2 separate regions of the Mus musculus genome follow, and region 2 is linked to region 1. Evidence: chromatin contacts called from public HiChIP or PLAC-seq data. All regions are on one chromosome and are shown on one strand. Each heading gives the region's core, a stretch centred on a gene start, on an enhancer-like site or on the middle of the called end of the contact. The rest is flanking DNA. Distances are from core to core; before and after follow the strand shown.

What was found. HiChIP or PLAC-seq counts read pairs in DNA pulled down with a chosen protein or histone mark.
Region 2: an H3K27ac HiChIP or PLAC-seq map of heart atrium shows a contact between it and region 1, with 13 read pairs. The contact joins the promoter of Igfbp7 here to the enhancer-like site in region 1. A contact is called at or near these places in 1 of 39 promoter capture datasets (epiblast stem cells), 1 of 15 datasets of contacts at CTCF or cohesin (CD8 T cells), 35 of 484 Hi-C or Micro-C datasets (CD8 T cells, DN3 thymocytes, Th1 cells and 25 more), 9 of 115 datasets of contacts at active chromatin or transcription factors (bone marrow-derived macrophages, embryonic fibroblasts, embryonic stem cells and 3 more) and 3 of 9 other capture datasets (adipose tissue, embryonic stem cells and liver).

The regions. Positions count from the first base shown.
Region 1 is chr5:77,369,737-77,374,671 of GRCm38.p6, forward strand. The region is part of intron 1 of Igfbp7 (insulin-like growth factor binding protein 7); the gene reads right to left. Among named protein-coding and RNA genes, the nearest start is that of Gm34648, 14 kb to the right of the region's middle. Within about 2 kb of position 3,300, at least 93 of the 459 cell types and tissues checked have an H3K27ac peak or open chromatin away from gene starts, as enhancers often do. A contact at or near this core is called in CD8 T cells, Th1 cells, adipose tissue and 10 more, where this site is marked.
Region 2 is chr5:77,405,345-77,410,410 of GRCm38.p6, forward strand. Igfbp7 (insulin-like growth factor binding protein 7) reads right to left here and starts at 2,701. Exons shown (of 5, transcript NM_008048.3): 1 at 2,196-2,701. The coding sequence starts at 2,670.

The DNA.
Region 1 (4,935 bases), core at 2,050-4,549:
CTGTGTGTGGTCGTACATGCTTGTAGCCACAGCACTCCAGGAGGCTAAAGCAGAAAGGTCATGAGTTGGTGGCCAATTTGGTCTCAAAAAAGCAAAAAAAAAAAAAAACGAAACAAGCAAGAATGTTTTTGGTATAGCTGTCTGGCTTACACTGTCACCTGTCTGACCACTAGGAAAGGGGCAGTTCTGTTCTCCTGAACTACTTATTTACCTACAAAGTGCAGATCAGTCTGATCTGATCCCGAGGACCCTCCTGACCTCCTGCCTTGTCACGCCCGTCCCCCACTATGAGCTCAGCCACAGCGAACTCCCCTGGTTTCTTACACATGTCTTGCTCTTCCCAGCCCCTGAATTTTGCACATTCCAGTCTTTTTCTAGAACATTCACCTCCTTTTTCCAAGGTTAATTTCTACATACCCTTTCAGTTTCGCCTTGATTTTTGTTTGACACCAAAACCGTTATCTCCCTCGACGCTTCCACTTTGCGTTTCTATACCAACCTTGCTCAGAACCGGGGCCTCCTTCCTGTCCTCCCACTAGATTGGAGCCCCAGTGCTGGTGGCACAGGCAATTTGTTCTCTCTAGTTTCTTCCTGAGTCTCATCCCTGCACACCAGGGATAACCACCAAACCCCTGAGCATCAGAAAAGCAGCTTCTACCAGAATGCGCACTTGGCTTAGTTCATGGAAGGTTTAAACAGTATGAGTTCAGGAGTCACTCCAAGAAGCAGGTTTTCCTGGCTGTTCCTTATTAAAAACGACCTTGTAGGGCTCCAGGTTATATAAAACCAGCTAGCGGCCACTATGATATTCTGTAGTTTCTGCACCGGCATGTTTTAGCATTTGGGAGAGTTTCAAGTGCAGAGATTTTGATTAATTGTGACCTACTTATGAACTGGTCCTCAACTGTTTGTAGGTACAATATGTGAATGTTGGGGCTTGCCCTTCCCGGGCTGCTGAGTCAGCTCTCAAGGAGAGCCCTGAAATGGTTAGAACTGCTGAATCTTTGTTTTTATGCTTATACTAACAGGTCATCCATTAAGGAAAAAACATGTGTTTTAGAAAAGTAGCAATCTCAAAAAAAAAAAAAAAAGAAAGAAAAAAAAAGAAAAAAAAGTAGCAATCTCATTTTAAAAGTTTAGATACAACCCAGAAGACAAAGCTAAAGACTTGCTCTATAGCAGATTGTTCCTATTTTAGTCAACATGTAAGATGTGAACATTGGAGGTCACTGGTTAGTCGGTCTGGTAGTGGAGACTAGAAAGGAGTCTGGAGCATCGACTGAATAAAGTGCAGAAGTGCACATCTGGAAAAGATGGATTTGGGGATACAACTGGCAAGACAAGTTATACAAAGCTGTCAACAAGACAGCAAGTTTTTTTGAGACAGGGTTTCTCTGAATAGCTGTGACCATCCTGGAACTCACTATGTAGACCAGGCTGGTCTTGAACTCAGAAATCCACCTGCCTCTGCCTCCCAAGTACTAGGATTTTTAAGCGAAGCCCGTCTACTTCAGGCTCCCAACACCAGAGACTCCTCTGTGGATGATCTAACACGGGGGAAGCTTGCTCTAAAGGAGCAGGCCTTGCTGGTGGAGTAGGTGATGAAAGAAAGAAAGATTCTCTGCTCGTGGGAAAGCAGCAATTTCCTGTTTATACTTTAATTTTCACTTGTTTGTGTTGGCTTTTCAAACAGGGTTTCTCTCTGTAGCCCTGGCTGTCCTCAAACTCACTGTGTTAGACCAGGCTGACCTCAGAGATCCACCTGCGTCTGCCTCCTGAGTGCTGGGATTAAACGCATGCACCGCCGTGCCTAGCTGTTGATCTGTTTTTAACTGGGCTGGAGATTGAACCCAGGGCTACATGCATGCAAGGAAAACACAATATCACTCACCCATACACTAAGCTTTGTCTTCATGTTCTTTAAATTGCCATGGTGTCAGGGCGGGAGAGATAGGTCAGCAATTAAAAGTGTTTGTTGTTTGCAGAAAAAAAAAAGTAGCAATCTCATTTTAAAAGTTTAGATACAACCCAGAAGACAAAGCTAAAGACTTGCTCTATAGCAGATTGTTCCTATTTTAGTCAACATGTAAGATGTGAACATTAGAGGTCACCTGGGTTCAACCCATATGGCAGGTCACAATCATCCTCGGCTCTAGGGGGTCTGGTGACCTCGTCTGACCACTGCCAACAACAGGAACACACATGGTGCCCAGATATACATCTGAGTGAGACACTCATATACGCAAAATAAATAAATCTCAGTAAGAAAGTACCATGAAGTCAATGAACTTTAGATTTGGAGGGGCCCTCAACTCCATCCTGCCCAAACCTTCTTTGGCCAGATGAGGGTCAAAGGCTCACACATTTGCCTAAGCTCATCTGAAGATGATGGAGAAAAGGAACCAGTGGGCTATATGAACTCGTCTCCTTGATTTGATTAACAACCCCGCAGGAACCTCACCTATCTTTACTCTGAGGCCGTCCAGACAGCATAGCGACTGGGAGAGCAGAAATGTGCTGGGGATAGCCATGAAGCATCCCACCCTGTGCTCCTAGGCGGATGGTCAGCTGCCAGACTCAGCTTGGAAAGAATTCCAGTTTGCATGGATGAAACACGGACAAATAAGATAACTGAGGGTCTGGGTGAGTGATTTCCCCAATTCTCCTGAGCTTCGGGTTGGAAAAGTGCAGCCTGCTCTGGAATTCGAGAACATCACAAACAGTCCTGAGTAGAAACTTCCCAAGTGACCTCAGCCCATACTTCCGGGCTTGTCTCAGTCCCGTTTCCAGTTGCTGGCTTGCCCACATGTGTCTGAGATAGAAAAAACAAAGAGGAAAAGCTTTCCAAAAAACGCACACTAAGCAAAACATATCTTCCTGTGTTCTCTGGCAAGAGAGCTGGAAAGCAGGTGATGGGTTCAAGGACAGGGATCCCCCAGCAAGATAACTCAGTTTACTGCGGTGAGAAGGGCAGTTGAGGAAACTGCGGTGAGAAGGGCAGTTGAGGAAACTGCGGTGAGAAGGGTAGTTGAGGAAGCTTGGGAAAGAGGCTCTGGAGAGAACACAGTTAACTCTCCTCATCCCGAGACCAAAAATACTAGAGAGGACAATTTAAGGGAGGAAGGGTTTATGTTGGCATATTGTGCAGCCCGTGGTTGCTCCGCCCCTTGGTTGCAAGCAGATCACCATGGTAACGGGGTCACATGATGGAGGCTTCTTGGTGAACAGTAAGTAGAGGAAAGGACATAAAGACAGTGGCCTGGGGAAGATTCCATCTCATTAAGCTACTTCCTCCAAAGGCCCCCGAAGATGAATCACCTTCTAGCAATGCTGTCATCTTAGAACTCTATCAAGGGATTAGCCCTGATTGGGCCACCGCTTGCATGATCTAATGGTTTCTGGAAATGCCCAGATGGAGCTGCAAACATGCTTTATCAACCTCCCAGGTCTGTCTGTCTGTCTGTCTTTCTCTCTTTCTTTCTCTCTTTCTCTCTCTCTCTCTTTCTTTCTCTCTTTCTTTCTCTCTTTCTTTCTTTCTTTCTCTCTTTCTTTCTCTCTTTCTTTCGGTTTTTCGAGACAGGGTTTCTCTGTGTAGCCCTGGCTGTCCTGGAACTCACTCTGTAGACCAGGCTGGCCTCGAACTCAGAAATCCGCCTGCCTCTGCCTCCCGAGTGCTGGGATTAAAGGCGTGCGCCACCACGCCCGGCTCTCTCAGGTGTTTTCTAATCCAGTAAGGTAGGCAGTTGAGAACAATCTTCACACCATCCCTGGACTGACCCCACAACAAGGATGAGGCTCACTCTTTATTGTAGAGTCCTGGAGTGCCACCAGGCAAGCATTTTCTAATTGGCAGGTCCATCCGGAGATAGATGTACCAAGAGGTCAGCCTCCTCCCCGTGCCAGAAGCGTGCAGCTGGATTCTGAGCAGCTCCCCACAGAGTTGGTAATGGTTCCATTGGGAAAGGGTGTTCAGCAACTGCAAGTGAAGATCTGCCTGGGAAAGATCACTTTTAGAGGCCTGGCTCTCACCGGTCAATGCCACTCCTTCAACGTCGCTCCTCTCTGGCTAACTCCTGGGTGCAGGAAATCTCTGACATATCTTTGAATGATTTCCTTCCTTCCTGTGGGTGCATGCTTTAACTGCAACTTGACAAATTATAGCTGTATGTACTTACGGGATAAATGTGATATTATAATTTATGAGTAAAACCAAGCCAAGCCAATGAGTATTTTTATCACTTCAAATTCTTATCCCATCAGTCTGTCTATCTACTATCTATCTATCTATCTATCTATCTATCTATCTATCTATCTATCTATCATCTATCTATCTATCTATCTACATATCATGTATCTCTCTATCCATCATCTCTATCACCTATCTATCTATCTATCTATCTATCTATCTATCTATCTATCTATCTATCCATCTATCTATCTATCTATCTATCTATCATGTATCTCTATCCATCCATCATCTCTATCATCTATCTATCTATCTATCTATCTATCTATCTATCTATCTATCTATCTATCTATCTATCTATCTATCTACCTATCTATCTACCTACCTACCTACCTACCTACCTACCTACCTACCTACCTACCTACCTACCTAGTGTGGTGAGGACATTTGAAGTCTAGTCTCTTCCTAGTGGTGAAGTATACAATACACTATTATTTGTTTGCTATATCCGCCACATTGCACAGTTTGCTAAAACAAATCACTCCTGTTTAATTGAGCTTCTGTGCCCTTGAGCCTCCTTCATCCCTTTCCACAGCATCCCCACCTGGCCACAGGTTCCACTATTCTTTGCACTCTGCTTCTTTGGTTTTGATGGTTTTGGATCCTACATAGAACTGAGAACATGCCACATTTTTCTGGGCTTGGCTTATTCCACTCTCCACTGTGGTCTATAATTCTATACATGCTGT
Region 2 (5,066 bases), core at 1,451-3,950, 35 kb after region 1:
ACAGAATGTAGATGGCTTATTTCACCTGGGCTGAGTTCTGCAAAAATACACCTTCTCTCCCTCAATGCAAACACAATGCAAGTTTCTTTTGGGGGGAAAGGAATGGCCAGAAGAGGGAGGAAATACATTTTTACTCTCTACAAAGACCCAGTGCTAAATGGTACATAAGGAAGCAGTACTGTCTATTTAGCTTTTATCGCTGTTAGACTGTCCCTAGGACCCCAGATGAGTACATGATCACCCACTCTCCTCTGCTTTGGAAAGGTATTCTGGAGGCTCTCTGTCGGCTCCCTAGCCCCTCCTGTTCTTCCTGGCACCCTCCTACCAGAGCCTTAGAAGCCGGTCCCCATGTGTGTCAGGGTGAGATGGAGAGATGACAGACTGACTTATGTCAAGGTTTCCAATTTTAGATGCTATTTATCTCCATCTTCCTGAGCATAAAGAGGAAGCCAGGCCATACCCTTAAAGTGGATTGCAGCCTAGAGAGGGACCAAAGAGCTGGGTGTCCCTGGCAACGAGGCAGACCAGACCGGTGCCTTCTTATTTCTTCATCATACTGTGTGAGTGTCAAGAGAAGGAAGTAGCAAGAGAGAAACTGATAAAACTCTATATCTCCAAAAAAAGACAGGAGAATGGAGGGGCACAACTTGGGATGAAGAAGTAGCCTGGGAAGAGGAGTGGAGAGGATAATGATGAGGCTAAATATAATAAAAGTACATTTATGAAATATCATAACAAAAGCTATCATTTTGTATAATTAATAAATTATTTTTATTCATTATAAAATAATATAAATTATCCTGTTTTATAAATATGTAATACATAAATAATATACAACACATACAAGTATATAGTATTATATATGTAATAAGTATATATCAAAATATAAAATAGTATAAACATATAAAATGATAAAAATTAACAAAATAAACTCGCCACAGATGAGGAAACACCACTTGGGAAGTCACCAGGCTAATCTGCTCTGATAGGGGAAAGATGTCTGCCTCTGAGACTCTGGGAAAGAAGTTTCCCCTTGGGATGTTTATAAGAAACTCTCAATATTTGTAATGAATTTGTAATGTTCATTTCCCCTCATGATGTGACTGTTGTGCAAGAGCTAAAGGGGGAAAATGGAGGTTTCTGTTGGAAACAGGGATATTTGGTCTGTGATTTTATAAACGGTGGTAATATCCTACATGGGTAACTGTGAGTTATACCACTTAAGGCTTTCAATGGTGAACTTTGAAGCGAATGGCACACAGCCTATTTGCATAGGGATTTCTGGGAAAAACTGTCAAGAAAGAACTGTTCCTTGGAAAGGCTGGAGAAAGCCTGAACTGTGTTCAAGATGCAACAGCTGACATTCCTCCCCTCCCCTCCTACCTTGGCTGAAGCCGGGGCAGCAGCTGCCAGAGCAGGACTCTAACTTTCCCTCGAAACGACTGCTCATGGAAAATGTTATTTCAGGCACTAGGAGTTAAAGTTTCTGATTTCTTTCTTCCCCCCAACCTCAGACTTTTTTCCAACTTCATTTGTGCAAGTTTGGATTAGTATGGGATACAATAGACAAACCCAATGTCAAAGCCATTCCAGCGGAACCTTGCATCCTGTGGACAAATTATGAAAAAACATAACCAAGGCCCGAGAAGAAAAACAACATGGTCAGAGGATTCACAACATCAAAGCGTTTGTGTTTCTTTTAACCCTCAAGTATAATGTTCTAGCTAGGTTACCGCTTGAGAATTGGAAACGCCAGTACTTGAATATTAATATGAACTTCAACTTAAAGAATTATCTTGTTAGTAAATCGACTTTCTGAACATCTTTCCTTTGCATTTTTCTGCTAACCCTGTCTACCCATCTTTCTGTACACACCCAAAAGAAAGAAAGAACGACGAGAAAGGTTTTTAAGAGTGTGGAGGCGTTTGAAACTTGCCCTGCAGGCTAGTTGGGTAAACTGTGCCTCGGAGTCTCGGAAAATCTTTTCTATATTTACACCCGTTACTGCGATTTCTCACTTTCTTGGCGCACACAGGCAACTCCAAATAAAACCATGCCAAGAGAACCAGGGAGGCGTTTCTCCTGGCTCGGGACACCGGGTTAGCCATCAACTCCTCCCTCCCGCGGGTCTCCAGGAATGCTCTGCGGCGGCGGGGGAGGAGGAAGGAGTGGGCGGGGAAGGCGCTGGTGCCCACCTTGCTCGCAGGTGCCCTTGCTGACCTGGGTGATGGCCTTCTCCCCGCGGCTCTCGGCGCGCAGGCTGGCAGCGCGCAGCTGGCAGCCGCTGGGGTAGGTGATGCCGTTGCTGCCGCACACCGGGTAGCGGCTCTTGCACACGCACACGGCGAGGGTCGCGGGACCGCCGGCTGCTGCCCCGGCTTTACCCTTCCGCCTCTTGCGGCTCTTCACGCACTCCATGCCCGGCGCGCAGTGCCCCCTGCCGGCCGCGCCGCCCCCGCACGGCTCACCCTCGCCGCGAGCACACACCGGGCAGCACCCGCACGCGTCGCGGGTCTCACCCAGCGGGCAGCCGAGCCGGGGCAGCGCGGGGCAGGAGGCCGGCACGCACGGGCCGCAGGCATCCGAAGAGGAGGAAGAGGAGAGGGGCAGGAGCAGGAGCAGCAGTCCGGCTGCACCCAGCAGCAGGGCGCGCGGCGGCCGCTCCATCATAAGGTGGCTGGATGCGAGCGCGCGAGTGAGCAGTCCGGGTCCCGGAGGCCAACCCTTAAAGCCGCTGCCCCGCCCGGTGCTCCGTGGGAGCCCTCCCCGGGGCGGAGAGTCAGCCCGCTGCCCGCCCCGCTTCGCCCGCCCGGGATCCGGCCTCCCGCCGTCGCCGTCGTGGGCATCCTCGCTGCCCTGGAGAGCTCGTCCCACGTCCACCATGCGTGCTGACCGGCTCCTGCTCAGCCCCCTGCCCCTGTCCTCACTCTGCAGCACTGGAGGGAACGAGCCTCCCGCGTCCTTTCCTGCTCATTTTCCAGATCCAGCTATTTTTTTTTAAACTTTTTTTTTTTAAACAACTAGGACTTTATGAAAATGCACTGTTTACTTCATTAAATTCTCGTGGGTCTGGGAAACCTGAGTGCTTTGTGGTTACTCTTTTAAGGACAGACTACGAAGGGAGTAGCGTTTGTGTCCTCTTTGGCTACAGGGCTGGTTTTCGATGTCATGTTCTTCTTTTTGGAACTTCATAATCTTGCTCTTCTCTCGTATCACCCAAGCTATCTGATGCTGAGTCGTTTAAAATTCTTTTTAAAAGTTATGGTTCTAGACTTATTTGCTTTTATTTTATGTGTATGGATGTTTTGGCTGCATGTATGTGTACATTATGTGTGTGCCTGGTGCCTCCGGGGTGGTGGTGGTAGGGTAGAAGACCTGATACCCCGTTACTGGAGTTATAGACAGTTGTTAGACACCTTGTGTGTGCTAGGAATCGAACTCAGGTCTTGGATGTGAAGCCAGTGCTCCCTTAACTGCTAAGCCATTTTTTTTTAAAAGCATTTTTATTTTGTGTTTGTGAGTGAGTATGTATGTTTGTGGGTCCTCGTGCCAAATATGTGGAGGTTAGAGAAAATCAGCTGTGGGGCAGCTGATTTTCTCTGTCTACTATGTGGGTCCTAGGGCTTGAATTCTGCTTATCAAACTGGTTCCCAAACCACTGGCCTGGGTTAGTATTTAAAACACACAGAGAAGACCATTTAGAGGAAGGCTACTATTGGACCTGCGGGGACACTGGTCTTGTGTCCTGTTTCTTTAGGATATTTAGCAGTTTAGTGCTCACACATGTGGGAAGCCGTTGCAGAGTGGCAGTTACAGAGTGGCAGTTGCAGAGTGGCAGTTGGCTACTGCTGGCCACCACACATACATAGGCAGTAAAGGTTCTTTTGCCAAGACGAGGTTTTGAGAATTAACCAAAGTTAACCAATCAGATGAGAGACAAGTTAACCAATCAGATGAGAGACAAGTTAACCAATCAGATGAGAGACAAGTTAACCAATCAGATGAAAGACAAGTTAACCAATCAGATGAGAGAGACTCCTCTCCTAGGCCTATATAAGCAGCACCAGTTCTGGGCTTGGGGTCACTTCGCCTCTGCAATCAAGCTCTCCCAATAAACATGTGCAGAAGGATCCTGTTGCAGCGTCTTTCTTCCTGGCCAGTCGGGCATGTGCAAGACACACAGATAGCAGTTAGCAGGGATCAGGATCTCTGATCCCAGAAGGAAGAGCTTGAGACAGAGCTCACTGGAGTCCACAGAAACACTAGTCTTAGGGACTATGTTAAAAGAACAAAACATTCAGGAAATTAGTCTGAACAGGTGAGAGGGTGCGCCAGAGAACCTGACAGCTTCTGGAACAGGCGGAAGCACAGAGGCGCTGAGGCAGCACCCTTTGTGGGCCGGGGACAGCCAGCCACCGTCCGGACCGGAGGACAGGTGCCCGCCCGGCTGGGGAGGCGGCCTAAGCCACAGCAGCAGCGGTCGCCATCTTGGTCCGAGACCCGCCGAACTTAGGAAATTAGTCTGAACAGGTGAGAGGGTGCGCCAGAGAACCTGACAGCTTCTGGAACAGGCAGAAGCACAGAGGCGCTGAGGCAGCACCCTGTGTAGGCCGGGGACAGCCGGCCACCTTCCGGACCAGAGAACAGGTGCCTGCCCGGCTGGGGAGGCGACCTAAGCCACAGCAGCAGCGGTCGCCATCTTGGTCCCGGGACTCCAAGGAACTTAGGAATTTAGTCTGCTTAGGTGAGAGTCTGTACCACCTGGGAACTGCCAAAGCAACACAGTGTCTGAGAAAGGTCCTGTTTTGGGCCTTCTTCTTCGGCCAGGAGGAGGTCCAAATACAAGATATCTGCGCACCTTCCCTGTAAGAGAGCTTGCCAGCAGAGAGTGCCCTGAGCACTGAAACTCAGAGGAGAGAATCTGTCTCCCAGGTCTGCTGATAGACGGTAACAGAATCACCAGAAGAACAATCTCTAAACAGAGTCAACTATAACTACTAACTCCAGAGATTACCAGATGGCGAAAGGTAAACGGAGGAATCTTACTAACAGGAACCAAGACCACT